Regions from separate parts of the Mus musculus genome. Here regions 1, 2, 3, 4, 6 and 7 are each linked to region 5. Evidence: chromatin contacts called from public ChIA-PET and promoter capture Hi-C data. All regions are on one chromosome and are shown on one strand. The core of a region is the stretch at or near the end of the contact, and the rest is flanking DNA. Distances in the headings are between cores, read along the strand shown. Region 1 holds the start of Abcc4 (ATP-binding cassette, sub-family C (CFTR/MRP), member 4). Region 2 overlaps Dzip1 (DAZ interacting protein 1). Region 3 overlaps Uggt2 (UDP-glucose glycoprotein glucosyltransferase 2). Region 4 has its middle 6.9 kb from the start of Gm22379. Region 5 holds the start of Tgds (TDP-glucose 4,6-dehydratase). Region 6 overlaps Gm52105 (a long non-coding RNA gene). Region 7 holds the start of Cldn10 (claudin 10).

What was found. Promoter capture Hi-C pulls out the DNA fragments that hold promoters and counts their contacts. ChIA-PET counts read pairs in DNA pulled down with a chosen protein or histone mark. Capture Hi-C pulls out chosen DNA fragments and counts their contacts.
Region 1: a contact with region 5 is called in a promoter capture Hi-C map of liver, with 2.8 times the contacts expected there. The contact joins the promoter of Abcc4 here to the promoter of Tgds in region 5. A contact is called at or near these places in 6 of 39 promoter capture datasets (cranial neural crest, embryonic stem cells, hippocampal neurons and 3 more), 3 of 484 Hi-C or Micro-C datasets (CD4 T cells, embryonic stem cells and uterus), 16 of 115 datasets of contacts at active chromatin or transcription factors (the 230-238 cell line, astrocytes, bone marrow-derived macrophages and 12 more) and 3 of 9 other capture datasets (adipose tissue, liver and macrophages).
Region 2: a contact with region 5 is called in an RNA polymerase II ChIA-PET map of memory CD8 T cells, with 16 read pairs. The contact joins the enhancer-like site here to the promoter of Tgds in region 5. A contact is called at or near these places in 2 of 39 promoter capture datasets (liver and pre-B cells), 1 of 484 Hi-C or Micro-C datasets (the G1E-ER4 cell line) and 6 of 115 datasets of contacts at active chromatin or transcription factors (astrocytes, bone marrow-derived macrophages, embryonic stem cells and 3 more).
Region 3: a contact with region 5 is called in a promoter capture Hi-C map of pre-B cells, with 5 times the contacts expected there. The contact joins the enhancer-like site here to the promoter of Tgds in region 5. A contact is called at or near these places in 8 of 39 promoter capture datasets (the C10 cell line, the HPC-7 cell line, HPC-7-derived erythroid cells and 4 more), 8 of 484 Hi-C or Micro-C datasets (CD4 T cells, Th1 cells, erythroblasts and 5 more), 6 of 115 datasets of contacts at active chromatin or transcription factors (fibro-adipogenic progenitors, large pre-B cells, memory CD8 T cells and 3 more) and 2 of 9 other capture datasets (adipose tissue and liver).
Region 4: a promoter capture Hi-C map of neural stem cells shows a contact between it and region 5. The contact joins the enhancer-like site here to the promoter of Tgds in region 5. A contact is called at or near these places in 8 of 39 promoter capture datasets (the HPC-7 cell line, cranial neural crest, embryonic stem cells and 5 more), 2 of 484 Hi-C or Micro-C datasets (both in the G1E-ER4 cell line), 20 of 115 datasets of contacts at active chromatin or transcription factors (the 230-238 cell line, astrocytes, bone marrow-derived macrophages and 14 more) and 3 of 9 other capture datasets (adipose tissue, embryonic stem cells and macrophages).
Region 6: a promoter capture Hi-C map of fetal liver shows a contact between it and region 5, with 5 times the contacts expected there. The contact joins the enhancer-like site here to the promoter of Tgds in region 5. A contact is called at or near these places in 22 of 39 promoter capture datasets (the 3T3-L1 cell line, 3T3-L1-derived adipocytes, the HPC-7 cell line and 15 more), 2 of 484 Hi-C or Micro-C datasets (both in the G1E-ER4 cell line) and 13 of 115 datasets of contacts at active chromatin or transcription factors (acute myeloid leukemia, embryonic basal ganglia, embryonic forebrain and 9 more).
Region 7: a contact with region 5 is called in a promoter capture Hi-C map of pre-B cells, with 3 times the contacts expected there. The contact joins the promoter of Cldn10 here to the promoter of Tgds in region 5. A contact is called at or near these places in 2 of 39 promoter capture datasets (embryonic stem cells and pre-B cells) and 7 of 115 datasets of contacts at active chromatin or transcription factors (astrocytes, bone marrow-derived macrophages, differentiating embryonic stem cells and 4 more).

Annotation. Positions count from the first base shown.
Region 1 is chr14:118,704,796-118,707,499 of GRCm38.p6, reverse strand. Abcc4 (ATP-binding cassette, sub-family C (CFTR/MRP), member 4) reads left to right here and starts at 1,281. Exons shown (of 31, transcript NM_001033336.3): 1 at 1,281-1,464. The coding sequence starts at 1,391.
Region 2 is chr14:118,891,777-118,894,580 of GRCm38.p6, reverse strand. It overlaps Dzip1 (DAZ interacting protein 1), which reads left to right. Exons shown (of 22, transcript NM_025943.3): 14 at 2,749-2,804. Among named protein-coding and RNA genes, the nearest start is that of Dzip1, 32 kb to the left of the region's middle. Within about 2 kb of position 1,395, at least 20 of the 459 cell types and tissues checked have an H3K27ac peak or open chromatin away from gene starts, as enhancers often do. A contact at or near this core is called in memory CD8 T cells, where this site is marked.
Region 3 is chr14:119,005,948-119,008,652 of GRCm38.p6, reverse strand. Uggt2 (UDP-glucose glycoprotein glucosyltransferase 2) reads left to right here. Exons shown (of 39, transcript NM_001081252.2): 33 at 506-590; 34 at 1,326-1,508. Among named protein-coding and RNA genes, the nearest start is that of Dnajc3, 69 kb to the right of the region's middle. Within about 2 kb of position 1,417, at least 375 of the 459 cell types and tissues checked have an H3K27ac peak or open chromatin away from gene starts, as enhancers often do. A contact at or near this core is called in the HPC-7 cell line, Th1 cells, adipose tissue and 12 more, where this site is marked.
Region 4 is chr14:118,766,790-118,769,799 of GRCm38.p6, reverse strand. No RefSeq gene overlaps it. Among named protein-coding and RNA genes, the nearest start is that of Gm22379, 6.9 kb to the left of the region's middle. Within about 2 kb of position 1,564, at least 21 of the 459 cell types and tissues checked have an H3K27ac peak or open chromatin away from gene starts, as enhancers often do. A contact at or near this core is called in the G1E-ER4 cell line, neural stem cells and pancreatic cancer cells, where this site is marked.
Region 5 is chr14:118,131,237-118,134,299 of GRCm38.p6, reverse strand. Tgds (TDP-glucose 4,6-dehydratase) reads left to right here and starts at 1,535. Exons shown (of 12, transcript NM_029578.3): 1 at 1,535-1,656. The coding sequence starts at 1,571.
Region 6 is chr14:118,792,812-118,795,699 of GRCm38.p6, reverse strand. The region is part of intron 1 of Gm52105 (a long non-coding RNA gene); the gene reads left to right. It also overlaps a transcript of Cldn10 not described here. Among named protein-coding and RNA genes, the nearest start is that of Gm52105, 3.4 kb to the left of the region's middle. Within about 2 kb of position 1,294, at least 15 of the 459 cell types and tissues checked have an H3K27ac peak or open chromatin away from gene starts, as enhancers often do. A contact at or near this core is called in the G1E-ER4 cell line and fetal liver, where this site is marked.
Region 7 is chr14:118,853,411-118,856,418 of GRCm38.p6, reverse strand. It overlaps Cldn10 (claudin 10), which reads right to left and starts at 1,469. Exons shown (of 5, transcript NM_021386.4): 1 at 1,210-1,469. The coding sequence starts at 1,429.

The sequences.
Region 1 (2,704 bases), core at 32-2,531, 570 kb before region 5:
CATTGGAGATGGCATGAGGACCCAGCCCACTGCAGGCTGGAGTCAGCACCAACAGGCCAACAGGGTTGTTGTTGTTTCAGCTCTGGGCCCGACTTCTCTCCGTGATAGACTGTTTATTACCTGCAAGTGTAAGCCTGAAATAAACTCTTTCTTATCCAAGCTGCTTCTGGTCAGAGTATTTTCTCACAGCAAAAGGACCGGTGAAATTGTCACTAGGGCCATGAATTCGAAACCGCTCTTCTTTCCTTACCCAGCGCTGAAGTGAACCAAAGCAGCAGAGGCAGTTAACACGGCCACGCCAGAACCCTGGGCTTGTGAACACTAGTCCACGAGCCAGGACCCATACCTTCCTCACTGTGTCGGGGCACCCTGGCACTTCTTATGCCAGCTTGAGTACAAGTCAGATTTCATCATCACTAACCTTAAGATCTCGGACAAGCTAGATCTTTTGAGTCTGAATTTATTCAGTAAAATAGTAATAACCATTTCGAAAAGTAAATTAGAAGCGGAGTAGGCTTATAGAAAGGCACAGCAAGGTGTCCTGTAACATCGGTTCCCTTTGCCACGGATCCTCTGGGAGCCTCTCAGGGCTCCGTGAAAGAAACATGCCAGGCAGCGTATTATCTGATTTCCCTTACCTAATCTAAGAGGACAGCCAACTGCTTACACAGGTCCGCCATGCCAAGCAATGTAGGAAAGGTCAAGAAGCCGTCCGAAATGGTAGCACTCTATTCATCTCCCCAAATCCTTGTGTCCTAATATCGGGTGGCCTGACGGTCTTCACGGCTTTAAGGTCTGCAAAGGCAATCTGATAAACCTTGCTGTTGTTCCAGGTCCGACTCTTGGCCTGCAGGTGGAACAATCTCCCACAGCACCCTATTTGGTCCTGATGAGGGCAGCATGCCAGGGGACCGCAGGCAAAGCCAGGCGGCTTTCACCAGATCTCCAGGAGCGCAAAGCCTAGGGGGCGTTTCCGAGCGCGGGGGCGGGCACAGCCGGTACCGCCCCCGCCACCTTCAGGGTGGTGCTTGGGTGCTGATCTTAAACTTCGGCAAAGTTTGCAACGGGTCTCAAGCACGTGCGGCTTCCCCGCCCGGCTCCGCGTTCCCCGAGCCGCCCCCGGTCACCTGCGCGCGGTTGGTCTCTGTCGTTTCCCCAGCGGCCGTCCCCCTGCGCTCTCACGCGACACGCTTCTCCCAGGCTCGAGGAGGCGGCGGCGACAGCGCGTAGCGGGCGCCCCGAGGAGCCCCGAGAGGCGGGGTCAGGGCGGGCCGGCGCTTGGTTCCCGGAAGCCGCTGCTTGCCTGCGAGGCTCCGGCCGAGGCCGGAGCTCGAGCATCCTCACCCGCGCTTCCCGGAGCCGCCGCCCGGCCGCGCGCACCGCGGGCGAGATGCTGCCGGTGCACACCGAGGTGAAACCCAACCCGCTGCAGGACGCCAACCTCTGCTCGCGCGTGTTCTTCTGGTGAGTGCCGGGTCCGGGCCCGTTCCTCCGTCCACGAGATGCTCCGCGTCGGCTTAGCCGCGTGTCCGATGCTCAGCGCCGGTCCCTGATGGTCGGAGGATGCGTTTCCTGCACAGCCTTACACTCCGGGCTCCTTGTCGCGCGTGCGCCACGCGGCCTGCGGTCCCCGCCCGCACCCCACGCCCGTGCCGCTCTCCTCCAGGAGGGGCACGCGGGGACCGGTGGCAGACGCAGGTGGCGCCCACCCGAAACCGTGGGGATCCATGGGAGGTGCGGGGGTGCCCTGGAGGGCGGGCTCTGTATGCCCACCTTCGCTAGCTTCCCATCCCGGCTCAGGGCTTGCACAACTCCCTCACCCAAACTGCACCTCTTTATTTCTCTTTAAGCAGCAGTGAACAGATGGGCTTATCAAAAAGCAGCTGAAGTTAGAGTTCTGGGCGAACGCCAAACTCTGTTGTCCCCATGGCCTTCTGAAACACCTTACCAGACATCTTTCAGGTCCATTGATTGCCTGTGTGTGTGTGTGTGTGTGTGTGTGTGTGTGTGTAAGGAAGTTTAACTTCTAGGATCCCGTCTCTCCTTCTGGCCCCTCTGTGTGTGTCCTAGTACCTAAGTATGGCTGTGAGTTAAAAGGTCACTTTATTACGATGTTTTATTTAGTTACGAATGGGGACACTACTCTTGAGCAAGATCAACATGATGTTTTCCTCTTGACAGAAACGCAGCCATAGTGGAGTACATTTTCCCCTGTTAGATGGACTTTTCATTTCTGCCTTTGATGGCCATATCCCTCTTGGGAATGAGTTTCGGAAGCCTGTTGGGGGTCTTACCAAGATGTGTTCAGAGACAGGAGTCAAGGTTTCCATGCCTAAAACCACTGATGGGTTCCCTGATCTGGTCTCCGCCCCACCCCTCTTTTTGTAGGAAACAGGTGAAGAGGTTTAGATAGATGACATTCCTAAGTAGTTTTCCGCCTAGTAGCCTGGGCTGGCTAGTACACGCTTGGCTAACAAGAATAGTTTTTATTCCTTGACCTCCGCCATTTCATCTTCCTCACGTTCTAATGTTACCTTTTTAAAATGTGAAAACCTAGGGAGCTTCAGAGTCATTTACTACTGTTTTTAACTGCTGATGCAGTGTGTGCAGGATCCGATTTTGGACACTCGGTCAAGAGGAGCTTGCGGGAAGAAGGAATGTGGTGAAATGAATTTAAAAAAAAAATACATAACTCAGAGCGGGT
Region 2 (2,804 bases), core at 146-2,645, 760 kb before region 5:
TGCACACAATGTACACATACAGAACACACACATGCACACACATACATGCACACATTCATGCAATACATACATGCATACACATACATGTATATACATACAAACACACACATCACACACGCATGCACACACATACACATATAGCACACATGAACATATGCGCACACATACACACATTGTACACACATATGAATACCCGTGCACATACACACACAGCATACATAGACATATGCACAGATGTACATACACAGAACATATGAACACACACATGCACACACACACACACTTATACACCTATGCACACAGAACCATGCAGGAACTAAAGTGCTAATTAATCGATATTTAAGAGTTAAGAGGGTAGTAGAAGCAGAGAAAGGCAGAGAGAGGGAGAGAGTAGATAAGTAGAGGCCAGCCATGGTCATGAACACGTGGAGAGAGAGGGGAAGGGAAGAGCCCAAGAGGGCAAGGGGGAAGAAAGAGTAAGAGAGGGAGGAGAGGGCAAGCAGCCACTTTTATAGTGGGTCAGGCCTACATGGTTGTTGCCTGGTAACTATGGGGTGGAGTTTAGACAGAATGCTAACATAACCTGCATGTGCAAGGCCAAGGCCAGGTGCAGCAGCCTCAGGAATAAATGGAAACAAAGTCTGTCCTTAAGGAATTTGCAGTCTACAAAATAACCAAATAGTTGCCATTGTGTTATTACAAGGGAACAGATAGACTATGGTGATATGGGTTGTCAGTCTCTGGCAATTTGAGTCATGGAGGCAAAAATGAATGTGTTGGAATGGCATTCTAGGTAGGGCAGACAATGGGCAGAATATGTAGCAGGCAAACACTGACTATAGTAGTGGCACAGCTAATCACTTAGCTGAGCACAGAGCACACAGAAGAGACTTGAGGGAGATGTTGGTTCTGATTATTCAAGGAGGACTAAGCACAAGACTCCACTTGTCGAGGTGTTTCTGTGGACATGCGTAGCCTTTGGATGTCCTTGATCATGCTGGGCATGAAGGATTGGAGAGCTGGATTATGGAGACAGTGGCTTGGACAGAGTATGTCCAAAGAATCAAGGCTGGAAAGAGCAGCTTGGGCTATTGGTAACTGTGGACCTAACAGTTCTTCCCTAAGAGCTGGCTACTTACAGAAGCAGAAATGATTCAGGCAACAGCTCCACCGAGGGACATGGGTGCATGGGAGCATGCGCGACAGCTCGCTAATGCCTGGAACCTGGAGCACACTCCACGGCCTGCAGGGAACTCATCACATTAGAGTTTTTTCCAAATGACTGTTCTAGACTTCTGGAAAGCTCTGATGGTCTCTGGTCTGGTCTCAGAGGCTTCTTTGTAGCTTGTCTTGTCTGAGAGGGACTCTCAGCTTTTATTGCTTCCTGTGGTAGGAAGGTGTTATGCCCCAGCTCTGCACGAAACCCGTGAGAGCTCAAGAACTGTGGAGGCCCCTGCAATCGTGCATGCGAGCCTTTTATTTTCCAGTCAGACTTGGATCGAAAACCTTCCCACAGTGAGGGACAGGAGTGTGACCTCGAGCGTGGATGGCCTGGTGGATGGCCTGGCACTTATATACAGCATAGTTAGAGATTCTTTGACTGCTTAGGGTGACGGGGGGGAGGCGGGTGAAAGAGTGTCAGGAGGAAAAGTGCTCTGTGGTCTCTGAGCTGCAGGTGGGTGAGCTGTGTATCCTGTAAGCCAGCTTGATGGTTGCCTGTTGCCGGTGCCTCAATCCCGAATGCCGCCACGGCCCCTGCCCCAGCACCTTCCCCATGTGTCTTTCATCCCTTCCCAGGATGGGGCTTGGTTTGATAGAGCTCCTGGCAGATTTCCTTGTGCAGATGGATAAAAGTCATGTCCCTGGTAAAAGTCAACCGGGCATCGTATTTCCCAGTCTCCAACTCATGTCCTGGGTGAGATGGGATAGCTCTCTCCACTTCACCCTACTGTAAGGCCAGGCTCATCTCCAGCCTGTAGCCTCGCCCTGGGGGCTCTCTAAGACAGAGCTGGAGTTTGGGGCCTTGGATATCTGTAAGATTGTGTCTCCGTGTGACTGCTTACCCGCTCTTGCTTCACACTCGAGTTTTACTCGCTCTTTTCATCTTTGCCAGCTTCTCCTAGCCAAAAGTTAAGAGTTCCAGCAGGTGGCCAGGCATAGGTGTGTGCTATGAAGTTCTAATCCGTCCCTCTTGGACGGACGGTCTGGCTTCTACTTGGCTTTATCTCTGCTGTTGTATTTTAAACAGATGGCTCATGGGAAAGAACTTTTTAAGTTGTATCTCATGTGTCAGCGAGAGATTAAGGCATGAGAGGCTTGAGTCCTCGAAATATGTAATTTAAAAATAATTGAAGTTAATAGAGAATACCTAGAAATCGGAGAGTTCCTGAAAAAGTGGCCAGTTGTTGCCGCCTCAGCCAGGCATGGTGGACCATGCTCACAACCCAACCGTGTAGGAGGTGGAAGCAGGATCAAGGTTAAAGGTCACTGCTCACTATAAAGAGAGTTCAAGGCCAGCCTCAGCTATATAAGACCCTATCTTTAAAAATAAATAAATAAATAAATAAACTAAAATAATAAAATCAGAAGTTATTGCCTTAGTATTTCCCAATAGATCTTTGCTATTTAGGCAAAATATATCGGGGGATATGTGCATATAGTAGCTTGTATATACCTATGTATGTCTGTATAAATTATTTGGAAGCAAACAAATGTATTCGTGTAACTCCTTTTCTTCTTCATTGACAGAGCAAGTGTTCTCTTCACACATACTGGAACCAATAGAAGAACTTTCTTCAGAGGAG
Region 3 (2,705 bases), core at 168-2,667, 870 kb before region 5:
AAATGCGTTGAATTTAACAAGATAATGAGAAAAAATATATATTGTAAATTTTCCTTTCCCATGAAGGAATATCATATTTGGAAAAAGAACGAAGTCAGTGGAGAAGAAGAAGATGGTATTCAGAATTTAAAGAATATTTTTAAGAGTTTATATAAAGGACCACAAAGAATGCCTCAGAGATATTTCAGTTCTGATCCTGGTGCTTTAGAGAGCACTTTCAGGGGCGCGCCTCTCTCCTTCACTGAAAGGCCTGGGTAAAGCAACCACATGGCAGAGTCCCAGAATGCACCAGTCCCTTCTCTTCTGAAAGCCTTGTATTGATCACACAGTGGCTCTGTGATATTTGCACCCTTACATCCTTATGCACTGCCTATTGTCACAGCCATAATGTCTGAAGGTGTTTTAGTTTACCTCTACATATTTCACAATGTGTATTCATAAGTCATCATTTAAAGGCCTCTGAATATAAGTTACCCTGTATTTGTCTCCATGTCCTTTGACTTAGGATTATGATGCTTTCTGTTCTGCGGAACACCGAAACTCCCGTGAAGTTCTGGTTTCTGAAGAATTACCTCTCGCCAACATTTAAAGTAAGCACATGGCTATTTTACAATGTGGCTAAAGCTTGATACTAATTTCTTTGTTACCATTGTAATCTCTGAAAACATTTCCCTTTTCAATGTGAGGTTTTTAAATGTGTATTTGCCAAATAGGGCATGGGAGTGGAAAACACATGGACTGAGATGACACAATACAGGATCCGTCCTAGCAGATGCTATCACTAATTAGAAAAACCATTCTCTGGATAAAAACCTTGCAGCACTTCATGGCAAAAGTAATGCCTCTTCAAAACGGGGTTTTCCTTTCTGGTTTGCTTTTTCTCTCTGTTTCTTCTTCGTACGGTGCTTTCGTGCATAACATAAACACTGGTGAGTGCGCAGGTGTAAGCCTGTAGCTTTGCTCTGTTCACAGTAGCCAGGCCCTCCCTCCAGCCAGAAGGTCATTGGCCTAACTACCTGTCTGTCTCAGTTCCTGAGGAGTCTGTTTGGGGAAGCAAGGCAGCAAGCAGTGGGCGTGAGCTGGAGCAGGAGGCTGAGCCACAAGCTTGAAGCAGTCTTTCAACACTCTCAAAGCCCGCCTCCAGTGACGTACTTCCTCCAACAGACACGTCTGCTGCCGCTCCCTCCCCTTCCTCCTTCACACACTCCCTTTCAGCTTGGGAACAAGTTTATTAGAATAGTATTTAAGCAGTTTTCAGTTTCTTTATAATGATTTATAGTAAGCTTCTTCTAAAATGTATTGTTTGATTTGTTATATGTGTCTAGGAGGTAATTCCTCACATGGCTAAGGAATATGGATTCCAGTATGAGCTTGTGCAGTATAAGTGGCCCCACTGGCTTCATCAACAGACTGACAAGCAGCGAATCATTTGGGGTTACAAAATCCTTTTCCTTGATGTCCTTTTCCCACTGGCTGTGGACAAAGTCATATTTGTTGATGCTGACCAGGTAACAAGAGCGATTACTTTTTACTAAAGCTTGCTTTGCATCTAACTGAACATGAACATGAGGATTTGCATTGCTCATTGATTGTCACTGTTAGTTTTTAGACATACACGACACGACATTTTTTATATCCACTAAGAACCTGGAGTTTAAAAACACACTAGCAGAGCGTGCGCAGACGGGAAAGTGTGACAAGAAGTACCGTCTGCGTACAACATGGCAGTTCCTATCTGAAACAGCCATTATTATTATTGTATAATTTGGCAAGTAAAACTAAGACATGTGTACATTATTCGTTATAAAAACAGTTCCATGCACCTGCGCGGGTACGCACGGGTTCCGCGCACCTGCGCGGGCACGCACGGGTTCCGCGCACCTGCGCGGGCACGCACGGGTTCCGCGCACCTGCGCGGGCACGCACGGGTTCCGCGCACCTGCGCGGGCACGCACGGGTTCCGCGCACCTGCGCGGGTATGCACAGGTTCCATGCACCTGCGTGGGTATGCACGGGTTCCGCGCACCTGCGCGGGTATGCACGGGTTTTCCTCTAGCTGCTGACTTGCTGGGAAGGTTAGCGGTGAGTGGTGAGTGTGGCCCTTCTCTCCTGCGTCCACCATCAACAGTGAAACCATCAAGTTTCCATCTGTCCATGACTTACTTAGGAAAGGCTCTAAATTTAGCTGGAGATAATGAAAAGCCACCTTCATTTCCAAATCTGTATGTATAGAATTATTAGCTCATTTCAGGATATTTGTCATCAGTAATCATGAAAATATTTGACAAGTGTACAGAATTTCTAATGCAGGAATACTTAAGTGTTCGTGTATATAAAGTGAATTCACAGGATATAAACGACATATCAAGGACAAAGGTGTATTTTCAGGTTTTATATTAGAATTTGCTGATAAGCATGGAGTGGAGATGGGGGCAGCTTTTTTTCTAAGTCCAGCACTGCAGAGAGTGAGGCAGGAGGATGAGGAGCTCAGTGCAGAAGCACGAATGAGGCCACCTGGAAACAAAAGCCAACCGGGAGGAAAAGACGGCAGAGAAGAGAGCAGGGCCCTTGCCTGGGTGAAGTCTAAGCCACTGCCGTCTGAGCTCTGAGGCCAGAGACTATTTATCACCTCATTGTAGAACAGCAGGGGACTAAATGCAAAAATTTATTGCTGGGCTCCTTACTCTGGTGAGTCAGCAGCCAGA
Region 4 (3,010 bases), core at 315-2,814, 640 kb before region 5:
TGTAATCTCCAGGAACCTTCTACCTCTGATGTCTGTAGACACCTGCTGTGTCTGACCAAACTTCAGTCTCACATTCATGCGACCTCCAGGGCTGAGGTGGCTAAGAGCATCAGCACAGACGATCTTTGGATGGCTCAGGATTCAGGCCCCATGACCCTTGTCTGTCCCGTGTGGATCCTCTTCTAAGCTCGTCAACTTTTGATCTGGATGTCTTTCTGCTCCGTGATCCTGGAATGGCTCACCTCGGAGCTCCACTGCATCAGGTTATACCGGCAAACAGCAGATGATCGTCAAGTTGTAGGGGTGCCATGCCAGAATTTCTATCATGAGCAGGTTAGGGAAAACAATTTGGTTGGAAAGAGGCCAGAGGGAGGCCTGGTGGCCTCATTTGCAATTTGGGCTACCCTAACCAAATACCACTGGCCAAATGGCATCAACAAAAGTGCACTAGAAGGACCCCCTTCTCTGGGTCCAGAAGCGGATGCCCTGGTATCAGTAAGGTGTGCAGAAGCTTGGCATTCCCACACCCTCATCTGTGGGAAAGCGTTGTTACCTGCTGTTTATAGCTCTAGTTTTTTAAACTTCTGAAAAATGATTACATTTATTAATTGAAAGAGGAGTGTGTGTGTGTGTGATGTGTGTGTGTGTGTGAGATGTGTGTGTGCTGTGTGTGTGTGCTGTGTGTGTGTGAAATGTGTGTGTGAGATGTGTGTGTGTGAAATGTGTGTGTGAGATGTGTGTGTGATGTGTGTGTGTGATGTGTGTGAATGTGTATGTGTGTGTGATGTGTGTGTGACTGTATATGTGTGTGTGATGTGTGTGTGTGATGTGTGTGTATGTGTGTGCGTGTATGTGTGTGTGTGATATGTGTGTGAGTGTATATGTGAGTGTGTGTGTGTTTGTGTGTGTGTGTGTGTCAGTGGATAGCTTGTAGGAGTTGATTCTTCCCTTCCACGATGTGTGTCCCTGGAATTGACTCTCACTGTCAGGCTTGGTGGCAAGTGCCTTCACTCATGCCGCCATCTCGCTGGCCCCAACACTCTTTATTCTAGTTATCCCAACATGGCTTACGGAAGATTCACTTGCTTATTAACTCTGCTGAGCACACCCTCTTAGTTTCACTTGTGTTTATTTAACTTGGTTACGGGAAAACCAAGCACCTTACGGTCATTCCAGAATCACCCAGATAAGACACCTTATCTGTGACTGCACAGGAACCACGGATCACTGGCGGATTTATTAATACGGGTTAGCAAATGTGTAGCAGGCGTTGGGTGTGACTTTCACACTCACTCATTCAGGGGAAGGCAACTTTTAAACGCTGTGCATTTACGGAACGTGGTGCTGTCACGGTACACCGTGCATGATTGCACATCTATACCTTATTATTCAATGTCGGAATACGTCACGTTTAGCCATCCATTCCCCCCTCTTACGACCGACCGTAAGTCAGGCCTCTTGTAGCCTTTCCTAGGTGTGTGGGTGAGGAGAGCTAAGAACCCCAATCACCTTGAACACGCGCTAGGGATCCACACATCCTGCCCACTCTTGCAGTTGCATATCGTGACCAGTAGGTGGCGGCCACACACCAATAAGACACTGTGGCCACCGACTCAGCTCAGAAGGCTCAGAAGGGAGGTGACCTGAAACTAGAACTCTTCTTAAGAATGATTGGCCGTGGAAGTAAATGGAAGCAGAAGACCAGAGCTGAGGCTAAGACGGCTGATTACTTACTTCCGATATCCGGTCTTCCAATCCTCTATCTTCCCAGGACCAGAGAGTTTAGCTTTAATTTCCTTACTGAGAAAGACAGCCGTGAGTCACTTGGTGAGAAGTTAGTGGAAGGATGTTACTGAGCATCAAGTACAGCACCATGCAACTACTAAGTACACAGTACTCTGGAGGAACTGGAACACCATAGAAACTTAATATCTTGTCGTTGAGAAGTAGTCACAAATTGAGCGCTCTACACCTGGAGGATATTATTTTCGCCCCGGTTTCTCTAATCCTTGTTGTTGGGGGAGGTGTTTGTGCACTGTGTAGTCACATGCTGATTTCTGGCTGCAGCCTGGCCCTGGGTGTTGTCATTATTTTTGTTTGTTTGTTTGTTTGTTTGTTTTTCCAGACAGGGTTTCTCTGTATAGCCCTGGCTGTCCTGGAACTCACTTTGTAGACCAGGCTGGCCTTGAACTCAGAAATCCACCTGCCTCTGCCTCCTGAGTGCTGGGATTAAAGGCGTGTGCTACCATGCCCGGCTCCGGTGTTGTTATTATTATGAAGCTTTTCATGACATTTCGTGATTTTGTAAAACACGGTTGTCCACCATCTTCTGACTGGTCAGTAAAGAGCTGGTCAGCTTATGTCTGGGCTGGAGAGGATAAGAGAGCCTTCTGTGCCCAGAGAGAGAAGGCAGAGGGTATCAGATGGGGGAAGAGATGCCAAGAGGGCAGGACTGAGGAAAGCCAGAGGGAGACCAAGATGGCAGGAATGCCCTGTGGCTGGAAAATAGTCCAGACCAGCACAGTCCAGTTAGAATATCAGAATCTGCCCAGCTCAGTGCCTGAAGTTTTCAATAAATATACCAGGTCTCTGTGTCATTATTCAAAGCAAGGGCAGGCATAGAAAAGCTCACCCTTTTACATTTGGCACCCAATTAATTCCTGCCGCACAGAAAAGCCCCTTACACTTACACCATGTTTTGTAGAAGGGCATCTGACACTTCACCGATGGTCTAATAGACTTACATGGAGCCCTTTCACGGAACCCTCCAGTTCTCTACACTCTGGGTCAGTCCTTCCAAGGTTGGGAGTATCCAAGGCAAAAGTGATGCCAGTGGGGTTATATCCTAAAGACAGGGGTTTCCCCACGGTCCGGAGCCAGTGTGCCTCCCAGCAGTGCTTCATCAAAGAGAAGAGAATGGTGCTCAAGAGCAGCCATCCCACTTGCCCTGGTGCTGCAGCGGGTTATCAGTCTAATAACAGATTGATCACGAAGAAGAGGGAAGCCACAG
Region 5 (3,063 bases), core at 286-2,785:
CAGTGCTCATGGACTTCCAATACCCTGGAATTGGAGTTACAGAAGGTTGTGAGCTACCATGTGGGTGCTAGGAATCTAACCTGGGTCCTCTGGAAGAGAAACTAGCGTTCTTAACCACTGGGCCACACTTCCCTCCAGCCTTTGTTTATACAGATTGACTGCCTGGGTTTCTTGATGGTGCTCTCTGAACCTTTCTTTCAGAGCATTGCCAGGTTTTTCATTGTTTGATAAAATAAAACCCTACTAAGTTTAAGTTGTTGAAAGCTTTAATTGTGTAAATGGTAAACCAAGAACGTGGGTGAGGTTGATTCTAAAGGAAAAGCAGAGCATGGGCTTTGATTACTGTAGGCACTTTCCCTTTGTCTCGTGTGTGTGTGTGTGTGTGTGTGTGTGTGTGTGTGTGTGTGTGCTTGAGACAGGGTTTCTCTGTGTAACCTGGCTGTCCCGAAACTCACTCTGTAGACCAGGCTGTCCTTGAACTCAGAGATCCATCTGCTTCTGCCTCCCAGGTGCTGGCACTAGAGGTGTGTGCTATCACCTGCTGGCTTCATGTCTTTCTTCTTGATCAGTAATGTTATTCTCTTTCACTGAAGACAGGCTTTTTTTTTTTTTTTTTGATGCCTCGGTACATAAAAAATTAATATGACTTCTAATCACTCCCACTTGGTAGAGCCTCCGAATTCATAGAAAGCAGCAGACTATAATATAAACAGCAGTGAGCAATCATATGATAAGCCCACTTGTTGATGAGTGTGTGATAGATCTGGTCCCAGAGAAATGAATGGCCTTACCTCCATGGAGCAGAGACAGTGAGAAATTACATCAGTGGCCAATTTGTTGATGAATGATAAGAAGAAAACAAAAAAAAAAAAATGGTTCTGCATGGTTAGAGTCAAGGAATGACTCTAATAGGAAGATGGCACTCAAACTGAGAACTGAAGGAGGTAAACACTAGTCAGACATCCGAGGAAAGGGCAGGTAGACCAGGGAAGAACACCTGGTAATATAAATAAGAGCAAGAAGGACCAGGATTGGGGCACAGTGAGCAGACAAGAGAAGAGAGTAAAACCTTCCAGGGAACTCTGCAAAACTTACTTATCATGATTGCAAGCGGCCTTCGCCTTTTGTGACAGTATTTACAACAGTGAAACATAATTTTGCAATGCAACTTTCCATTTCCATACTGCATACATTCTAGAGGATTCTGCTCAGCTGGGTGTTAGTCTATGAGCATAGCTGAAGTTCAAAAATGAAGGCATCGATTCATAACTCCGAATTTCTAAGCACCTATAGTAGTAATCCATGCTGGTGACACTTGCTTAGAAAATATTCCAGACCCTAGTACCAATGACCCTAATTTCTCCTAGCTGGTGACTATGGGCTAGAGAGTGCGCGCCTGCGCAGTGCCACTGCCGGCTCCGCCCCTCTTTTGGGGTCTGGGAGAACCCGGAAGCCTCTGCGACTTCCTTTGAACGTGTCGGGGGCGGGGCATGTCGTAAAGCGTCGTGAAGCTGCTTCCCTCGGTTCTTCAGACGCCGCGCTTTACGGCGCTGGCTCTGCAGAGCTGAAGATGTCCGCTGCGAGCCGGGAGGAGCGTTCTGGTCCTCCCGGCAGCTTCGCGAAGCGGGTCCTGGTGACCGGGGGTGCTGGTTTCATGTAGGTAACGGTGCTGGTGGCTGAGAAGTTTCTCCCCACAAATCCTAACCTTGCCCTGCGGTTCTCCTTGTCTTTTGCACTTCGGGTCCACGACTTTGCAGATCCGTTATGGGGAGGGTCCCAATGCACAGCCCGGATGTCCATCCGGTTTCCCTCACTTTCTGGCCAGCCAAGACGAGGTTGCTTCGAAAATGCGACTTCTTTAACACCTTCCCCACAAAAAGGGGAACTCAGGAGTGCCTTGCTGCTGTCCCACCCCCTACCTGCCCGGGGGTGTTTACCACCTGTCACTTTTCTGAGAAGCACACATCAGTTTCATTCCCTTTTCTTCCCGCTCTCTGACAAAGCTCCGGCCAGCAGATGAAGGCCTTTCCAAAAGCTCGCCTCTACACGATGTGAGGATCGATCGTAATGGGACTCTTTGTCTTGTCTTCTCTTTTTTAGAAACTGTTTACAAATCCTTTGTTATTCCCAACCTGTTTGAGGCTCACACCCACCTACCGTGAAACTGTCCTTTCTATTTGTGTCAAAGCTTATTCTTAATTTGACTTCTGTTCCCTGCCTCCTTTTCCTTAGAACACTGCTACTATCCCTCTCCTGTTGATCTCGCGCGTTTTCTTTACACTTTGTAGAGTGTGTTCCTAAGTGAGATAGATGCAGCTGCATAGAGTTTTACAGTCATGGTTTCTGTGAGACTTGTAATGAAAGTCCAGGGTCTTTATCCGATCTAGAAGACTCGGGTGCTCGAGCCCTGCTTCCCAACCTAGTCTCTTGCTTTTCTGTACTCGCCCACAACCCTCTCAGGCTTCTCGGAGCACAGGAGGTTAGTGCTGCTTCCCGACTTGAGGCAGTTGCATAGGCTGTTAATTTACCCGCATATCACCTTCAGAGTGCTTATGGGAACACCTTAGGCCACCCATCCACTCAGCACTACCTGAAATTACATTGAGTACTTGTGTTTACTTGTTTATGGCCTTGCCCTTCTTCTAGAGTATAAACTGTGTGAGAGTAGACTGATGTTCATTAAGCTCCCACAGAAAGAAAGGTCAGGGCCATATCGTGAAGGTCTTCTGTAAGAGTTGAGTGGATGGATGCGTGAGCGATCCACAGGAAGTTCTGTCCTTGTAGTGTCTCCTGCATGGGGAGGGGTCAGAGAGTCTTGGTTACTGCCCAAGAACATGCAGTGGGCCTTTTAAATCCACAGACACTTTGCTGAGAGTAGGTAGCAGGAAGCTGAGATTCACTTAATTAACAGACGTGTACGTGGGGAAATGCATGTACTTGCATGGAAGGGCTTGTTCACAAAGAATGTCCTAGAAAATGAAGGAAAGTGAAGTTTTTCACCAAGAACAAACTTCACCTTTACAATTGGCCAGTGCTAGCCATTACTCCCCAGAGCCCAAAATA
Region 6 (2,888 bases), core at 45-2,544, 660 kb before region 5:
CACCCCCACCACCCTATCCTGCTGTTACATCCTCCTGTGAGTGAATGCGGTTTCCTTTGTTCAAATCTCTTAAGGTAGAATGCGGCTCCCTGGGGAGCATGGTTACTTTGTTTCTCTCTTAATTTTGCTAACTGCTCCACTAGTGGCGCCTAAAGTTGCATCCATTTCTTTTGCTCACTCCATTCCCCGCCCCCCCCCCACCCCGGGTTTGTATTAAATTTCTAAAATGTACAGTCTTTTACGTAAAAACTAAATCCACTCAAGCTATTCTAATTCATCCCACACAGCCGGTTCTTTAATTTTCCTAAACGTGAGGTTAGGAATGTGTTTTTGTAATGGGTGGTGATAGTTAGTGGAGACTCGCGGTTTGTCAAAGTTTTGAGAACAGCTGGCTGGAGGGTGCTCATCCCTATGTGCTCATCCGTAAAGCCTCCCTCAAGGCCCAAGGAACATGTGGGAGGTGGTGGTGGGAGACAGGAATTATGGGAACACTTGAGGATGAGGAGGATACAATGTAGCAATCATGCATGCTAGGTGCCTGCACAGGACCTACATGAGATAGGGACAGCCAACAGTCCATCACTGATGGGGGAGGGGCTTGAGCAGTGAAAAGTTTCTAGAGAGGGAAGTCCTTTTCTACAGTGGTATAGCCATGCCCCTGTGGATAACCTCCTGCCTGTGGTTACATAGTGTCTTAGATTCTTCTATTGCTCGGTTGAAGCACCATGACCAAAAAGCAAGGTGGGAAGGGAAGGCTTTATTTGGTGTATACTTCTGCATTGTTGTTCCTTATCAAAGAAAGTCAGGACAGGATCTCAAACAGGACAGGAACCTAGAGGCAAAAGGCTGATGCAGAGGCCATGGAGGGGCGCTGCCTCCTGGCTTGCTCCTCATGGCTTGCTCAGCCTGCTCTCTTATAGAACCCAAGACTACCAGCCCAGGGATGGCATCACCCACAATGAGCCCTTCCACCCTTGATCACTAATCGAGAAAATGCCTTACAGCTGGATCTCATGGAGGCACTTCCTCAACTGAGGCTGCTTTCTTTCTGAAAGATTTCAGGTTTTGTCAAGTTGGCACACAACAAGCAACCCCCCATTAACCTCAGGAGGTCATCCACAAAATAGAATTGAAAGTAGCAAGGGAAGTCATTGAGAAGAAGGAATCCAGGAGTGTGGTGGCTTGAATGAGATGCTCACTTATGCCTTGGGTATTTGAATACTTGGTCCCAAGCTGGTTGTGCTGTTTGGGGAGGTCTAGGAGGTGTGGCCTTGTAATAGGAGGCGTGGCCTTGTCAGGAGAGGTGTGGCCTTATAATAGGAGGTGTGGCCTTGTTGTAGGAGGCCTGTTACTGGAGGTGGGCTTTGACACTCATGCTATTTCCAGTGTGCTCTCTTGTGAGCCCTCAGCTTCCTGCTCCAATGGCCTTAGGGTTTCTACTGCTATGGTGGGAGGAGCTAATATAGTCAAAATGCATTATGCACATGTAGGCAGTTGTCAAGAATAAATTAAAATGTGTCACCAGGAAGAAAGAATTGGAGAACTTGAAACCATGGCATGTGCTGGAAAGTACTGAACAAGGAAGAGGGACAAGAACTTAGATTGGGGATAGATGTGGCCACCTTTCTCTCTGGTCAGTCACCAAGCTCCCAGCAGGAATCCTTCCATCTCTCATAAGCCTCTGACACTCTTCCTCAGCTCCACTCCCAGAAGTCTTTGTCTAGGTTCCCACTGCTACTTATGCTCAGGTTCGAATAGGAAGCCCTGACAATCCTCACACGTGACAAGTGCTGTCAGACACCCAAAGCTTACCACGTTCTTGACACTTCTAACTCTTTCAAGCTGAAGTCCAACCCTGCCTTAGAGTTTAAAGGCCTCTAGCAGTTTCCTCTTTGTCTGCAGCCAGTCGTCGTCCCATGCGAGTGCTCTGGCCTGTTCCCTGGTGTATGTGGCTCTTTTCTGCTTTAGGTCTCCCTTTGCTTGCAGGTGTCAGCTGCATGCTACCCACACGTTAACTCACCACCAATCCTGAAAGAGGCAACACTCCCTGTCTACAGTCCAAGGAGCCAAGTCTTCGTCATTCTCCCCCAAGCCACGCAGTTAATAAGTTGCAGAGCTGGGTAGGTTCTTTAGTCTGAGATGCCCTCTCTCTTGCCCTCCCTTGGCATATTTCTGCCATCTTGCCAGACAATTTCAGCATCAGCTCTTCTGGGAATCCTGTGTCCCTTGTACTTAATCATCAAATATCTCTAAGCATGATAGGCTGATATTTGCTGGATATCTGCCTCACTGTCAGCTACCTGCCCTTAGACAGGCCCATGTCCTGTTCCCCTTCTCTGACAGGAATCTAGGGATTGCTTTGATGACAGAACACATTAATGAATCAACACATCAGAGCCCACAAGCTCCCTTTGCATCTGAAGAACGGCAGCATAGCCACTTGCCAATCGTCAACCTTTGGTAATCAAATTAGCTGATAATACAAAAAAACAAAAAAACAAAAATCTGACAAAGGCTTAATTGTAGACCAGATGGCTAATTACCGCAAGCTCAATTAAGAACGATTCAGCTTTCAGCAATGAGCATTCAAAATACAAAATACACAAGTGAAAGGCATTTCAGGATGAGTGAATGCATCGCTTTCTTGGGAAATGTCCTCTGAGGAGGCAGAGGCCGTCTCCGCTGTAGCATGTTTGCTGTCCAGGACCCAAGTTTGGTCCTTAGTGCCCAAGTATGGGAAGTGTAGCACGCACTGTCAGCCCACCCCAGGGAGGCAGAGGCAGACGGATCCTTGGGATTTGCTGTTGACCTCTGACACTCACACACTTCTGCATCCATGTGCATCTATGCACCCATGTGCACTCATTCATGCATGAATATGCACATAC
Region 7 (3,008 bases), core at 220-2,719, 720 kb before region 5:
TTTATACAACAGGGCCCGGCCCAGGGTGCCGCCTTGTAAAGGCAGGCACCTATTCCCATAGACCAGCTTCCACAGAACACTGAATTGAGCAACAGTTTGCCCTTTGTGGCAAGCACTGTCTTAGGGGAATCAAGTCTTCTATTTACCCAGCTATGCAAATAAAAATGGCAAGAGGAATAATAAAGAAAAGGAAAACGCCTCACATCTAGAAGTGGAGCAAGCTGCTCTTCTTAAGTTTCTGCCAGAATCCATTTAGTCATTTGCAAAACCCTGGAAGAGCCTAGAACATGAACGAGCATTATACTGTATTGACTATACCCTGGAAACTAAACGGTCAGTTTCCTATGGTAATATCTATCTCCAATATATGTATATATATATATATATCTCCAATATATATATACATATAATATAAAATATATATAAATATAAATATAATATAAAATATATAAATATATAAATTATATAAATTATAAATATAACATCTTCCTATGTTAATATCTATCTCCAATTTATATATATATATATATATATATATATATATATATATATATATATATTCATATACCAAGCGAAGAAGACCCAGAATGCTTGCACAAAGCCTGGAAGAGTGGTCACTCATCCTGTTGATCTCTGCTGTCCAACGTCCCCTGCCCTCTGAGCCACTTCACCCCCACCCCCCGTATGAGCAAGGGCTACTGATTTTCTTGAAACTGAGAAAAAGAATGAAGCTCAAGCCCTCAAGTTTGTAGGAGGGATTTTAAAGGAAAACAGCAACAAACTTCAATATGGTTCTTTTGCCTCTCCTCCGTGCCTGGCTTTTCAAAGACTCAATGAACCCGCTAAAGCGATATCAAGGCGAGCATTCATGGATCTCAGTGGTGTCATTTTAATGAGAATCAGATTTTGGTCGTGGGGTGGCCAGCCTCTGCTGCCCTACACTCAGTCCCAGACAGACGCGGGACCAGCCTTGTGCGCCACAACTACCTGAATTGATCCTACTCGTCACCACCAGGGGTTCCCAGGCTCAGAAGACGCCCCACCGGACACCCATCCGTAGACAGCGGGCATCGCAGACCCTCCCGGGGCAGAGTATAAGACCCAGCCTCCCCCACCCGGGAATCCCACGGCCGGTCCATAAGAGGACGCGCCCGCTTGGAAAGCCAGCAAGGAGCAGGGATGGGGATGGGGTCCCAAAGAGATGCAGACCATCCAACGCCAGCATGGAGGGGAACTCCTTGCAGTTGGCGACACCGGTGGAATCGGTAACGCAGATCTTCCACAGGTTGGCAAAATAAGTGGCTGTGGTGATGACAGTGCCATCGATGGTGGAGACCTTCCAGTAGTCGGTGGGCAGTGTGGAAGACACTAGCACCCAGCCCGAGATGGAGACTACGAAGGCGACGATTTCCAAGGCCGTGCTAGCCATGCTGGGCTGCAGCGGCGCTCTCGCTGGTTCCCGATCCCGCTGCCGCGACCCCCACGCGCCCAGCCCCGAGGCTCCGCCCCCGGTCACCGCCTCCGTCCCGCCCACTGGGCACTTGAGGGCACTGGCGGACCCGCACTCACAGTACTGTCAGGGCACCCAGAGCGCGCGGGGAGGTCTTGGGGTACCTCCTGGGTCCCCCGCCCCCAGCAGCTGGCCCGTCGTCTGCAATCGCAAAGCCCTCAGACCAGCGCTCTCCCCTCTCCCCCCGGGCCCGAGGTTCCCAAATCTCTCACAGAGGAGCCGCGGAAACCGGCTCTTTTATTGGTGCTGTCCAGGGACAACCAGATGTGGATAGCCTGCTGCGCCTCCCACCGAGCCACCCCGACTCAGCCCTACCCGCGGCAAATAGCTTGACTCACTGGGTGCCTTGCAAAAGCAGAACAGAAACAACTTTGGTGTGCCCTGAAAAGAAACGGTATGGTAACGCAGCCTCGCTTTGCTGAATGCAAAAGGCCAGTGAGCAACGCTTGTTTGCGTGACCCTGTTTGGCTTGTGAAGAGGGGCATACTGGGACTGAAACTGGCCTTCCCCTTAAAATTCAGTTCTCTTCGGCCTAGTGGCATGTGGAAAGTATTAATCAGGAAGCTCAGACTTAATTGGGAGGTAGCCGATGAGCCCAGCTCAAGTTCCAGAGAGCCCCGTGAGGGTCTTGGCTAATTAATGCACTAGATATGGGGCTGTCATTTGACTCGTTTTCCCCCCAGAGCAACACACTTTCAGTTTGGGGAGTCTGGTCTGGGAGGGTTCTGAAGCAAGAGAGAGATGTCTATGAATCTTTGCTCAGTTGTGTGTGCGTGTGCGTGTGTGTGTCTGTGAGTGTGGAGACCAGAGAGCAGCCCCTGGTGCCATCTACTTTGTTTAGTGGTCCTTCTCACTGCGACTTGTCTTTCAGATTGGCCTAGGCCCGTGCCGCGAGTCTCAGGGATTCCCTTTCTTTGCCTCCCTCCCCAGCTGTACACCCACCGCGGGTCTGGCCTTTTACAGAGGGGCTGGGGATCCAAACTCAAGCTTTACTGATTGTGTATCTCCCCAGCCCTTCTCGACTTTTGTTTTTATCTTGCTTGTGTGAGTGAGAGAGAGAATTATGAGTGTGTGCATAGTGTTTGTGCATGTGTGTGAGTGTATGCACACAGTAGGTGAGAGTGTGTGGGCGTGTGGGTGCGGCTTGTGTGCGTATCTGTATGCATGCATGTGTGAGAATATGTGTGTGTGCTGTGCGAGTGTGTGTGAGTGTGTGTGTGTGTGTGTGTGTGTGTGTGTGTGTGTGCAGGTCAGAGTTAGACATTAAATATCAACCTTTAGGGCTGTTCACCCTATTTTCTGAGACAGGATCCATCACCAAACTAGGAGCTCACCATTCTAGCAAACTGACTGGCCAGTGAGCTCTGAGGTTGCTGTCACGCTCAGCTTTTACAGAGGTGCTGAGAAGCTGAGTCCAGGCCCTGCTCTGACTGAGCTGTCTCCCCAGCCCCCACCAGCTTAAAACAAACAAACAAAACCCACTCTAACTTTCCCACCT